2 separate regions of the Sus scrofa genome follow, and region 1 is linked to region 2. A link is a contact called in public HiChIP or PLAC-seq data. All regions are on one chromosome and are shown on one strand. Each heading gives the region's core, a stretch centred on a gene start, on an enhancer-like site or on the middle of the called end of the contact. The rest is flanking DNA. Distances are from core to core; before and after follow the strand shown.

What was found. HiChIP or PLAC-seq counts read pairs in DNA pulled down with a chosen protein or histone mark.
Region 1: an H3K27ac HiChIP or PLAC-seq map of skeletal muscle shows a contact between it and region 2. The contact joins two enhancer-like sites. A contact is called at or near these places in 3 of 47 Hi-C or Micro-C datasets (embryonic fibroblasts, liver and skeletal muscle) and 1 of 2 datasets of contacts at active chromatin or transcription factors (skeletal muscle).

Annotation. Positions count from the first base shown.
Region 1 is chr3:14,702,345-14,708,496 of Sscrofa11.1, forward strand. AUTS2 (AUTS2, activator of transcription and developmental regulator) reads left to right here. Exons shown (of 20, transcript NM_001246269.1): 6 at 3,442-3,493. Among named protein-coding and RNA genes, the nearest start is that of GALNT17, 320 kb to the right of the region's middle. Within about 2 kb of position 3,852, at least 5 of the 83 cell types and tissues checked have an H3K27ac peak or open chromatin away from gene starts, as enhancers often do. A contact at or near this core is called in skeletal muscle, where this site is marked.
Region 2 is chr3:14,556,045-14,562,109 of Sscrofa11.1, forward strand. The region is part of intron 5 of AUTS2 (AUTS2, activator of transcription and developmental regulator); the gene reads left to right. Among named protein-coding and RNA genes, the nearest start is that of GALNT17, 470 kb to the right of the region's middle. Within about 2 kb of position 2,262, at least 7 of the 83 cell types and tissues checked have an H3K27ac peak or open chromatin away from gene starts, as enhancers often do. A contact at or near this core is called in skeletal muscle, where this site is marked.

The sequences.
Region 1 (6,152 bases), core at 2,602-5,101, 150 kb after region 2:
CCCTCCGCGGCCCGGTCGCCCGCCTTTGTACTTTCCTCCCCTGGCCCGCCGGGCTCCGGCGGGGAGCGGCGGCGCGAGCGGCCGGAGCTACGCGGTCGTGCCCGGGGACCGGAGCCGCCCCGAGGGGCTGCGCCTGCCTCCGGCCGGGGCCTGGCACCCGCTCGGGCTAGAGCTCTGGGCGCTGCGCTCGCTACCGGTGCCGGGGGTAGCGCTTCCCCGCGCAGAGGTCGGGATCCTGGCCCGCACGCGCGGTGCCCAGGGAAGCGAAAGGAGAGCTGGGCTGGGATCGCGGCCGCTGGGCAAAGAACTCGCACCCAAGTTTCGGGGAGGTTTCTCTTTTCTGGTTGCAAAGCCCCTCCGGGTGCGGGTGCGGGTGCGGAGGGCCGTCCGCGGGGTCCGCGAGCGAAGGGAATGAAGGTGGACCTTTAACAGGAGAGGCTGCGTCCCACCCCTGTCTGCTCCTCCGAAGGCTTTTATTCGTTTTCCTCATTCTCCGTGTTCCTTCCTTCAATCTCTTTGACTTATTTAACTTTTCTTTAAACACCAACTACGGCGTCTAGCAATTTTTCAGTATTAACCCCCCCCCCATAAAAAACAGCCAAGAGGGAGCTTTGTTTTTCTATCCTTTCTAGATGCAGCCACTTCACGCCCTCACTCTCCGAAACCGAGCGAGGGGGATGAAACGAAATGGCGAGCAAAACCTGAAGTCGTTAGTATGTAGAGGTGCCCCCGTGGTAAAAAAATAAAGGAGAGGAGAGGATCTGCTCGCTAGCTAAGTCTCGGCTCGGCACGTTTCCATTAGCCGAACTGCTGATTATAAAGGGGGGGGGCAGGAAAATGTTCCAGGTAATGTAAGGAATTGCAGACTTTTTCCTAAAAACAGTGAAAAAGAAAACATCCCAAAGATTAAGATCCAGAGAACCACAAATTTGTTCAAATGCTTTCAAGCGCAAGTAGAATCTGAAAGTTCAGGGAGAAAAAGCTGAGAATGTTCTCGTAGTTCCTGCTTCAGACTCGGGCTGAGAAGCTCTTTTCTGACTTTTCAGGACAGTGGTCCGCCATGGTTGGAACCACCTGGGCGGCAGAAAGAAATGCTGCAGCTCATTTTATGATTAGCCTGAGCCCGCTGCCCTCGTTTCTTCTGGGTGTTTTTACATGGAGGCCTTTTTGAGACCCCCTGCCTCCTTCCCAGTTGCAAGGCATGTATCAGAAAATTAAAGGGCTGGAAGAGCTTTTATTAGCATACTCCCAGGTCGCCGTAAATATTCTGTCGGATTTATTTCCTTAATAATTTACTGGCTGGCATCATAATAATCACCTCCTCTAAGTTTGCTTCAGACATAAGGATCACTTGACTGGCTACTTGAGAATATGGTGTGGAGGCCAAAGAACTGACAAGGGTGGCAGCCCCAACCAAGGAGGTTGTGTAGGGGCGTGCAAGACAGCCAAAGGGCCTCTTCCTAGCCAGCTTCTGTCCTATTTCATCTCTCTCTCTTTCTCACACACACACACCCCAAGTGCAAATAAAAGCTGGATGGGGAACCTTTTCCTCTGCTTCCCCGTGCTTTCTGTATTGTGGGTACAGTGCTTTGTTTCCACATTTCTTTGGGCCAGTTAGACTCATTTTAATAGGTAGTTCCCAAATCTGCAAGAGTTATTTCAGTTTGGTGTAGAATGATTTAACTAACAGCCTTTTTCCTTAAAAAAATAATCCACTGCCATTTAAGCTGTGACTGTAACGTCGCCATTCCAATGTGAACAATTTGAAAAAGGACACTTTTTCACTGAAGAACAGTGAACTGCTCTTATCTCCAAGTTTTCAGCTGGGAAACTCGTGTTCCTAGAAATCTCACTATAACATTACAATACAGCAACGCTATTCCTATAATTTTTGCTTTCACACCTACATATTCTCGATGTCTTTAAGGCATGTCTTGTTTCCCCCTTCCATGCAACAGTTTTTTTGGCCATTTGTTTTTATGAAAACATACTACCATATACAATTTATATCATCAGGTTTAAAATGTCATGAAGGCCCTCAGCGTATTTTATATTCATGCAAAACAAAAGGAAACATCTATCTAGGATTTATTTTCTTTTATTTTAAACTGCTTATGTATAAATGTATACAGTTCAACACTTGTTTTGCACATACATTCATTTTTTCTTGATCTATGTATTAGTCGTGGGAACCACCCTTACAGTAGGAAGATGAGACTTGAAATAAAGGGGACATAGTGGTAATGACAGTATTGTATGTCGTTCTGTGTCACCTGCAGTGAGAACTGGAACTTGTTCCCCGGATAACACACAGGAATATCTCCTCTTTGTCACCATAACACGAAAAGACTAAATTGAATATCTCCTTTGTCCCCAAAAGCCAGCTCCAGGGTCAGAATATGTTGTAGTGCAGACTCCTCCCCTCCCCCTATTTCTTAGATTTCTCCTGGATTTATTCAACACTCTGTGCTGCTTTGTCGAAACATGCATCTCTGTATAAAGTAAAAATCAGTGATTTCTTAAAAAGGGTTGGATAGCAAAAATAGTGTAAATGTAACTTCCGTTATAACTATAAATGCGGATACATCATCAAATGACTATGTCATGGAGATGCTGAATTTTTAAGTAAATTTTTTTAATTCCTCAAGTTCTAGAAGTATTTAGTGCCTCTCAAATATTTTCCTCCCAACCGACGTCATGTTGGTTTTCCAGAACCTGAGTGTGTAATTTAAACTGGCTTTACTCCTGATGCTTAAACAGGCTGATTTCACTTTCCTCAAGCCACTGTAATAATTAGCAGACGTGATTTCTGGAAAATGGAAAGGAAATAATGCTGATGGCGCGTATAGTGTGGGGCTGTTGGGCAGGTCGGCTTGTTTCCATTTCAACATCAACACCAAGGTCGTCCTGGTTGCTACAGGGAACAGGGATCCCGGGGTCATCAGAGGAATCTTTAAAAGTGAATTTCAGGACATACTGGTTGACACTTTTTAATGAGGAAAAGCTTAGCATTAAATAATAGGCATTTCTGGTTTGTGAAAGAAGATTGAAAATAGGCATGTCTGCAAATATCATGAAAAAAGTACCATTTCCAAAATAATGATACGTCAATGAAATTGACAAATCATTATGTGAATAAGCTGAATTGCTTTGCGTATCATCTCATAGAAATATGTTTTGCACAGATAATACGTCTAATAAGGACACTTTTTTTTTTTTTTTTTTTTTACAATCAGGTTTTTTTCCTCTCAGCGGATAACTGCACTGCAGGTCTGGCTCCTGCAGTCAACTAGCACCACCTTATGGAAGATAGGGGGAAATTGCTGCTTTCTTTTTCAGGCTTTTCTAAAATGTAGTACATTGACCTAAAATCATAGACATGATGGTGGTGACGATAATATTAAGCCAATAATAATGCTTCCTCCCCTTCTTGTGTTTCAGGCCTCAGATGCCAGCTCTGAAAAACTCTTCAATACTGTTATTGTAAACAAAGGTAAGACTCCTTAAATCGGAGCCATAGCTTCTCTGTAAAATGTGTGTCCTCGTCCTGGCCTACGACGAACCCATAAAAGCCAGTGGTCATTCCATTTTCCTTCTGGAGCTACTGTTTATAAGTCGTATGTTTGCTTGAGACAGAACCTGTGTGCTTTTGTGATGGGTCAAAAAAACAAAACAAAAAAGGTTATTTTAGAAGAATACCTTGAATCCTTTTTAGAATGGTTTTGACTAAGAAATTACTGCTGTCTGTGTGACTTTCATTTAACGGAAGAAGCTGTAATGGAGGAGAAGAGTTGGCAACATGTCTTAACTTTATTGTTACGTATCCACAACTCAGCAGTTGGAGAACTATAAATAGCTGATTTGGCCCGCAGACGCTAATAACCAGAGCATGTGTAGCATTCACCGTATTATGGTCATAAACCAAGCCTCACTCTGCTGTGGGCTTTCTGTAAAGTTAATACACGAGCAAGGGCAAAATTTAAGTACGTGCTATCCCATTAATTTCTTCCAAACTGCAATATAGAGTAAGAGAGGCTAATGATATAGCAGTACATTAAACGAAAACTTGTCTTAAATCACTGCCAATAGGTTTCTGGGCAGTTTTCATTTGTAGCAGTATTGTTGGAAGTAAGGAAATTTAAGGGAGCTTCTAATCAGGGGCTTGCAAAGGAGTATAATTTGGAAGGTATAAATTGTACCAACCGTTTGCTCTCTTCCTCGCTGCTGTGGGCCCTGATGTAGGTGCTTGCATGATAACTGCTAAATACAGAAACGTGTGCTGTCTGTCGTGGTCTCTGTCTGTGTCACATGAAAGATGCTTGGGAGCTGGAACGGGGTTGGGCCTTCACGAAGGGAAACTTGAAACCACCTCGGCCTTCCCTAGCTGCCTTGGCTAGCATTTTTGCGAACTGGTTAGTGGGACACAGTTCCAAGTGCAGTTATTTTGAGCTCCCAGATTATTTTAGAATTTGAACCAACTGCAATTTCAAAGAGTACATTATGTTTAGCGTTCCCTTGAGGTGTACATGCTTATGTGATCGCTGTTACTCCCAGAATTATTGTCATATTGAATTTTATCTTTTTTACTGCATAATGGAGTATTCCGGTTTTATACTTCATCATATATTTTGATGGACTGAAAGTTTATGTAAATTTGTTGTCCATAACGCTAAAAGCCCAATAAAAGAAGATAGGTGGCAGTTCATAGCGTACAGGGCTCCTATGGCAAATGCGTGATTGTTGATTGCTCCTTTTGACAAAGGGGGAGGGTGGGTAGACAGTCGTGCACCCTGCAGACTGAGGAGGAGCCTGGGCAGACAGGTCCCCAGGAGTCCAGACGTTCCTGCCCCCGCCCCCTGCCCAGGACCCCCAGCCCCCGCATGGCTCTGCCTTTCCTTTGCTAGCCTGCAGTGTAAAGCTTCGGAATGCATTTCCCCACACTAGGCCCAGCCCCGACTGGAGAGCTGGCTCTGGGACCTGCATCCAGGCCCTGCTGCCCTCTGGGGCGAAAGGCTCCCTTGGGGCAGAGGAGGAGAGATTGATGACGAGCCTCCTCCTCCTCCTCCTCCAGCTTCTTCCTCCGCTCCCCCCTCCCCTCTCCCTTTTCCAATCAAACGTCTCCCACATTCTTATTTTTGTTTACTTACCGCGTGTGATTTGTGGCATCTATTTGGTTGTGAATAGTCATCCTTCTGACAGGGTGCCTTTCTTCTGAGCTGCTTTTCTGGGGGTGATTTAGTTGCCTTGAAAGGATTAAGGTTTCTTTGTGTACACTAAAATCAACACAGGCTTTTTCTAAGCTTTGCTTGGGAAACCATACACAAATAAGCATTTTAGTTGATGGCAGATTATTCCTTTGCCCCTTATTTCCATCAAAATGGCCTTTCTTTTCTTCTCCAGAGTTTCCCCTTAATGCCTTATGCTAATTCCTGTTGGTAACATGAATGACAAGAGCCGGAATCAATGCAAATCCAGGTGCTGCAAAGTAGACGGACTGGTATCCAGCACCAGCCCTCCTCCCTGGAGAGAAGAGATTAGCGGGAGGGGGGCAGCCTGGGGACAGTTTTGTTAAGGGGATTAGTATTCGGGCTGCTAAATATCAGGAAAACAAGTTCAAAAAGAGAGTCATTGTCTGGTGATAATGTCAATAATTGCTTCAGGACAGGTGCAGAGGGTCTGGCTAGGTGCTCGTGGGTTTGGGTCTCTTTGGACGCGGGGTAGTGGCCGTGTTTACTGGATGGATGGCTGACAAGGCCTTCAAGGAACTGTCAGCTTCGTGCACATCAAGTTCAAGGTCTCCTGCAAAGTGGCCTGCCTGCCTGCAAGTCAGGTCTCCCGACTCCGGGCCGGTATTCGTAGCCAAGAGCAATAAAAAGCAATGTTAAGAAAGGGCAAATTGACACCAGGTAACAAACACCACTGGGAAAATCTTCAAAGCCTCAACTTATTGAACCGTCTGACAAGAGTGCAGGGAAACTGGACGCAGCTCTTCCTCCACCTCCAGATGTTTAGAGCCACAGACCACCTCTCCCTCTCCGGAGCCCTGCTGTGCTCTGGCCTTCCAGAAGCGTGGCTTTAAGCTGCTCGCGAGATTATGCCGTGGAGCCCGGGGGGCAGGCAGATTTGGTCCATAAAATTTCACTGTGGGAGGG
Region 2 (6,065 bases), core at 1,012-3,511:
AAAGTAATTGCAGATTCCTAAGTGGTCCGTCTCTAGGCCGACGTTCAGTTCTTCGGGCCATTCCTCGTATCTCTGGGCTTCCCAACCTGTGCCCTTCTGGTTTCTCTCTTCCAGACATCTCTGGCTTGGGAACTCTCAGATCTGGGCTAACCCAGCATGGGCTGAGAGGCTCTCACTGCTTTGGATGGAGACCTTTCTGCTGTTTAGTGCCGTTGACTCTTCAGGTGACTTAACCGAAACACGCATTTGTTCCTAACTTTGAGCTTTTCTTTACAGACGTAATTGTTTAGCGTATTTGCTCCCCCATGTGTGTGTGTATTTGTTATTCGTGCACCTCTGCACAAACTACATCTATTCCCAAATGAAGGCCATCTTATTGGGCTAAGATGGCGTTCACCCATCTCTTTTAATCTGTTAAGGTGTTTGGGATCTGTGTTTTATGAGTCAATATACCATGTTTCTGGCTTCATGTCATAGGAAAATTCAGTTCCACCCCGAGAATGGGTGGGGCTGGGGAGTGCCCTGTTCCTGGGCACTGCCCCTGGCTGGCTGCATGGCTTCTAGCTCCTCAGAAGGTCTTCAGAGTAAACCACTTGTGTGATGCTTTCTGGCGAACAAAACCCCTGCCTTTTGTCCTCCCCTTCCTTTCTCGCAGCACCCTGCACAGTCCGGGGAACATGCTTTCGCTTCCATTTCACACATGGGGCTCAAAGAGCGGAAGAGGCATTGTGCTCAGCCAGGGGGTCCAGGGGGACCATGACGGGGGCACAGTCACTTCCCTTAAAGAGTTTATTGGCACAGACAGTACAGGAGAAGGGCTGTATAGACACATGGAGGAAAGGTGCTGAAAGATTAGGGCTTTCTGGAACACGGAGTATTCGTGAGTAGGAACTGGCCGAGGGAAGAGCTCAGGATTAATGATGCGGCAGGAGGACGTGCATACACGGTGTGAAAGGGGGCAGAAGCCTGTGTCTGCAGCAGCTTGTCATCTGATCACACCCCCGATCTGCATCTGTGGCTAATACAACTGTGGAACCCGAGAGGGCGAAGACATTCCTGTTGGGGACCTTCATCCTCTCCCCGTGGGCACGTCAAACCTTTACGGATTCACCCAATTGCATTTTTGTCCCAACCACATCTCTCCATCCTGACCGTTCGAACTGCGCGGGGCAGCTCATTTCTATCTTTCTGAATACAGATCTGTCCTTTCTACATGACGTTCAGGTTCATCACTCTCATACCTGTTGAAAAAGTCTCGTTCTGATGACTGATTCTTCAGAACCCATGTTGGTTTCAACCATTTTCCTCCCTAACAGTTCACCAGCTCTCAGCCTAGTAGTTTGTTTTATTTGCCAAGTCACTGGTTAAGATGTAGGTTACCGGCAGAGCTGTACCTAGAACCCCAGTGTCTAAACTCCTTGCCCAGGAGTTTCCGCTGTGGCACAGTGGGTTAATGATCCAGCTTGTCTTGTGGCAGCGCTGGTTCGATCCCCGGTCCAGTGCAGTGTGTTAAAGGATCCAGCATTACAGCAGCTATGGCGTGGGTTCAATCCCTGGCCTGGGAACTTACATATGCCTCCTGTGTGGCCATTTAAAAAAATTAAAAATTAGAAGAACTCCTTGTCCGTAGATCTTTCCCTCCACTCGTCTGCCCTCCCTGCAGCCCATCTTTTAACAGCAGACATCACACAAGGCCCCTGAGGGCATCTGCCCATTTCCTGCCATGCAGTGTAGGAGCCAGCGAGCCGGGCAGGCAGTGACCCTCTGAGAATGGGAGGGGAGGTGCCCCATTTCTGGGCACTGGCCCTGGCTGGCTGGCTGCATGGCTTCTCAGAAGGCCTTTGGGGTAAACTCCTTGTGTGATGCTTTCTGGTGAATAGAACCCCCTGCTGCTTGTCCTCCTCTTTCGTTCCCACACCACCCTGCACAGTTGAGGGACATGTTTTTGCTCCCATGTCACGCATGGGGCTCAAAGGGTAGATGAGACTTGACACAGGTCCCCCAACTATACTAAGTGGCCAAGCTCTGGTACCCAAACGACTTCAGGTTCCTGTCCTCTCCGTCTTTATATCAACAATGACATCAACTCCCTGACCTCTCCCCGCTCCAGAATGCTGGCCGGGCGATTAGGTAAGAGAATATAAATAGAAGGAAAGGGAAAAAAAATAGATGCAGTTCCGAGCACGAAGTAGGCAACGTAACTGACTACTGAGGCCCTGCCACGGACCTATTCCCTGACACTCTCCAGCTGAAAAGGAACACGGACAAGTGACAGCCAGCAGTCCTGAGGCTTAAACCAACTATCTTGTAGGAACAAGCCCAGGCTGAGCTATTCTAAGCCGGATGACAGGAGTGGAATTCAGTCATGTTTCAGATGTACTTTTAGATCGGAGGAGAGGAGGAGTGCTGTAAAGAGCTCTGTAAAAATGGTTTAAAATAATAAGCTTACGGAGAAGGGGATGCAGAAGCACAACTCTGAGCATGCCTACCGCTAATTAACCGGGTTCACTGAGAGCCCCGCTGTGCTCGTTCTTTGGACTGCTCCCTGGCCCAGGAGCCAAAGGCTTCCTCCTTCGGATGGGGTGTTAATTGTCCAGCTCCTTACGTGTGAATTAGAAATAGGCAAAGGTCAATGTTTTTCTAACAGGTATGGAGTGAGTGCCTTGGTCGATCCGTGGCAAAGAGCATCACCGTTTTTCTCGTACTTGTTGACTTTGTGAAATCTACTGGAATTCCAGAATTCAGGGCTCCTTGACTCCTTAGCAAGAGCAAAGGGACAAGTACTCTGTCTTCCAGTCCTTGGTGAATTAGACCTTGAGACTTCATAATTAAAATGGATTTAATAGAGGCAGGGAAGCTGGGATATCTGCCCCAGTAAGCAGGCATCGTCTGTCAGTAGGAGAGTGTGTCCTTTGTATTTAAACAGTTTCTCCAAAAGGCTCTAAATGAGATTTGGGACCTAAACAAGATTTGGTGTGATTTGCTAATTACCCAAGTTACTATTACCTGATTAACACAGGAATCCTAATAGTCTGTTGCACTGCCTTTCTTCCGGGTGCCAGGAGGCTTGACATCTGTCACCTGTTCACTTGGAGGCATTTTAATTAACCCAAATTATGTATGTCTTTTCTGCTTCATGATTTGGTGCCTGGATTTCATATTTAAAAGTTAATAACTACCTAAAGGAGGCTTGCTGCCAAAATACAAGGAGCAAAAAGGCTGACAGATCTGTTTGTTGCTGAGAATAGGTAGAGATCTTGGTTTATGCCAAGCAGTCGGAGTGGGAGACGATGGCCTGGACGTGAGGAAGGCCTTGTGACGAGCCACGGACATCAGGAATAAACACCGCCAAATCTCACCTTGCTTTCCTGGCCTTAACGAAGGCCTCGGACCCAGTGGCGGCATAACTGGAAGGGTTGGAACCAGGAAAGCTGAATATCTTTCTCCAGATCCCACAGGAAGCCAGGGCTGCGCTTTGGATTTTAACCATGTTAATGATGGTGACGAGAGCAGCTTTCCTCTTTGCCCACCAGTAAGACTTTCATTTCAGAAGCGCGGTGTGAGCGTGATGAAGCCATCCGAGTTCGAGCCTCAGCAGCTCTCCCTGGAGATCTGAATGGCTTCAGGATGTGCTAGCAGGCTCTGTACAGCTGCTCGCTCGGAACAGTTTTCACCCTCAAATAAAGACGGCTTATTTATCGAGTGCTGAGTTCTGAAGCTCGTCTCCAGACATGCCCTATCCTGAAGGGGCCGAACGCCATCCAAGGCATCCGAGGCATGTGTGCTTGGTGACCAGACTCTTCTCTCCAAAAGCAGAGAGCTGGGTGTGCACCCGGACCCGGCCGGGAGTCAAAAGGTGGCAATGTGAGGGTTAGTCCCCAAGCCAGCGTGCCCTGGTCTTGCCTTTGGGTGCAGAGATTCCTAGGGCTGGGGGCGGGGACATGCCTCGAGGACAGAGGACCCGCCAGGGTTTGCTGACTCCTCTTTGGAGGAAGTTCCCAGGTTGTTCAAGTTCGCTGCTGCGTGTTTGAGAGGAATGACCTGCCTGAGGCACAAGCCACCCATCTCCGTGAGGTGATTAGTTCCTCCAAGGCACGAGGAGACCACGTGGCAAATTACTTCATCCGAGCGCTCTACATGTGCCCTGGGAAGGTCAGCCTCCTTCACCTACTGGTGATGAGCAGATTATGCCTAGAAATCTGTCCATTCGCATTTGAGCAGGCACAGTCCCAGGGTGGACGACAGAGTCTTTCTTGACCTCCCAGGCTCTTTCCGTCTCAGCCAAGCCTTTTCTTCTGGAAAGAGATAGTATCTTATGCCTAGAGGGTCATCCCCAGAGGACTGGCCTCTGGCTCCTCACCCAGGCATCTCAAGAGCTCAGAGCTATTGGTGTTTCCATTTTTGCAGCTCAGCTTAATAGGCAGCTCAGCTCTTTTAAGCCTTAGTACAAGGTGTGGGGAAAGTGGGCAGAAGTAGAGATGAAACAAGATTGGCCATGAGTTGCTATTTGTGGAAACGGTGACATGGAAATTTACTAGACCATTCTGTCTATCCACTGTTATATATGTCTGAAATTTTCCATAAGAAAAAGTTTAAAATCCCTAAAAAGCAAAAAAAAAAAAAAAAAGTTACAAACAAATAGGGATATCAAGTACCTTTGGCAGTCGTCTTTGTCCCCATGCCAGAGCAATGAATGAATGTTATCTTCTTGGGATATCAACTAACATCAAAATTTAGTATGGATCAGAGTTAATTTTTAAAATGTCAACACTGGAGTTCCCATCATGGCTCAGTGGTTAACAAACCCGACTATTACCGTCAACCCCCCTCCCCACACAACCCCTGGCAACCACTTTTCTGCTCTCTGTTTCTATGAGTAGGATGAGTAAGGACTAAAGATCTCATGCAAACCACGGTGACGGTAGTTGAGAAAGTTCCATGTCCTATTTCTCTTTTGCTTTGGTGTTTTCGGGTTTGGTTTCTTTTCAGATGAGATTAGACTATACATATTATTCATCAGCTCATTTTAACGGCTTTGTTGGAATGTAATTTGTATGCCGGAAATTCACCCATACAAAATGTACAGCTATTTTCCGTAATATATGGGGTTGTGTAACCATGATTCAGTTTTAGAACATGTTCATCACACCAGTAAAATCCCTTGTGCCCATCTGCAGTCAGTCCCTGTCAACACCCTCATTCCAAGCTAACTACTAATCTACTTTCTGTCTCTATAGCGTTGCTCTTTCTGAACCTTTTGTACAAATGGAATCATACAAGTTATAATCTTTTTCATCTGGCTTCTTACACTAGCATGATGTTTTGAGCTTCATCAATGTTGTAGCATGTGGTAATAGCTTATTCCCCTTTATTGCTGAATAGTAGTCCACTGAATGGATATACCATATTTTATTTACCCATTCACCAATTAATGAACATTTGTTTCTGCTTTTCGAGTATTGGTAGTAATACTGCTGTAACATTCCCATACAGCTCTTTGAGTGGTTATTTGTTTTCATTTCTTCTGCTCAATATGTTGGAATGAATTGGCTGTGTCATATACTAAATTTCTGTTTAAATTTTTTTTTAGGATAATACCAAACTGTTTTTCCAAAGTGGCTGCACCATTTGAAGTTCCCCAGTAATGTTTGAGGGTTCTGATTTCTCCACACTGACCAACATTTGTTATTGCCTGCCTTGATGAGTATAGGCATCTTTGTGGATGTAAAGTGTCTCTCATTGTGGTTTTAACTTGCATTTCCCTAATGACAATGATGATGAGCATCTTTTCATGTGTTATTAGCCATTTGTATGTCTTCTTTGATGAAACAGTATTCAAATCTTTTGCTCATTTTTCAAATTGGGTTGTTTGTCATCTTATAATTGACTTTTAAGAGTTCTGTATAGGTCCTTCTTGTAAATCCTTCATCCAACATTTTTTTTTTTTTTTTTTTTGTCTTTTTAGGGCCGAACCTGCAGCATATGGAGGTTCCCAGGCTAGAGAGTCAAATTGCAGCACAGGCACAGCAACTTGGGATCCATGCCACATCTGCAACCTACACCAC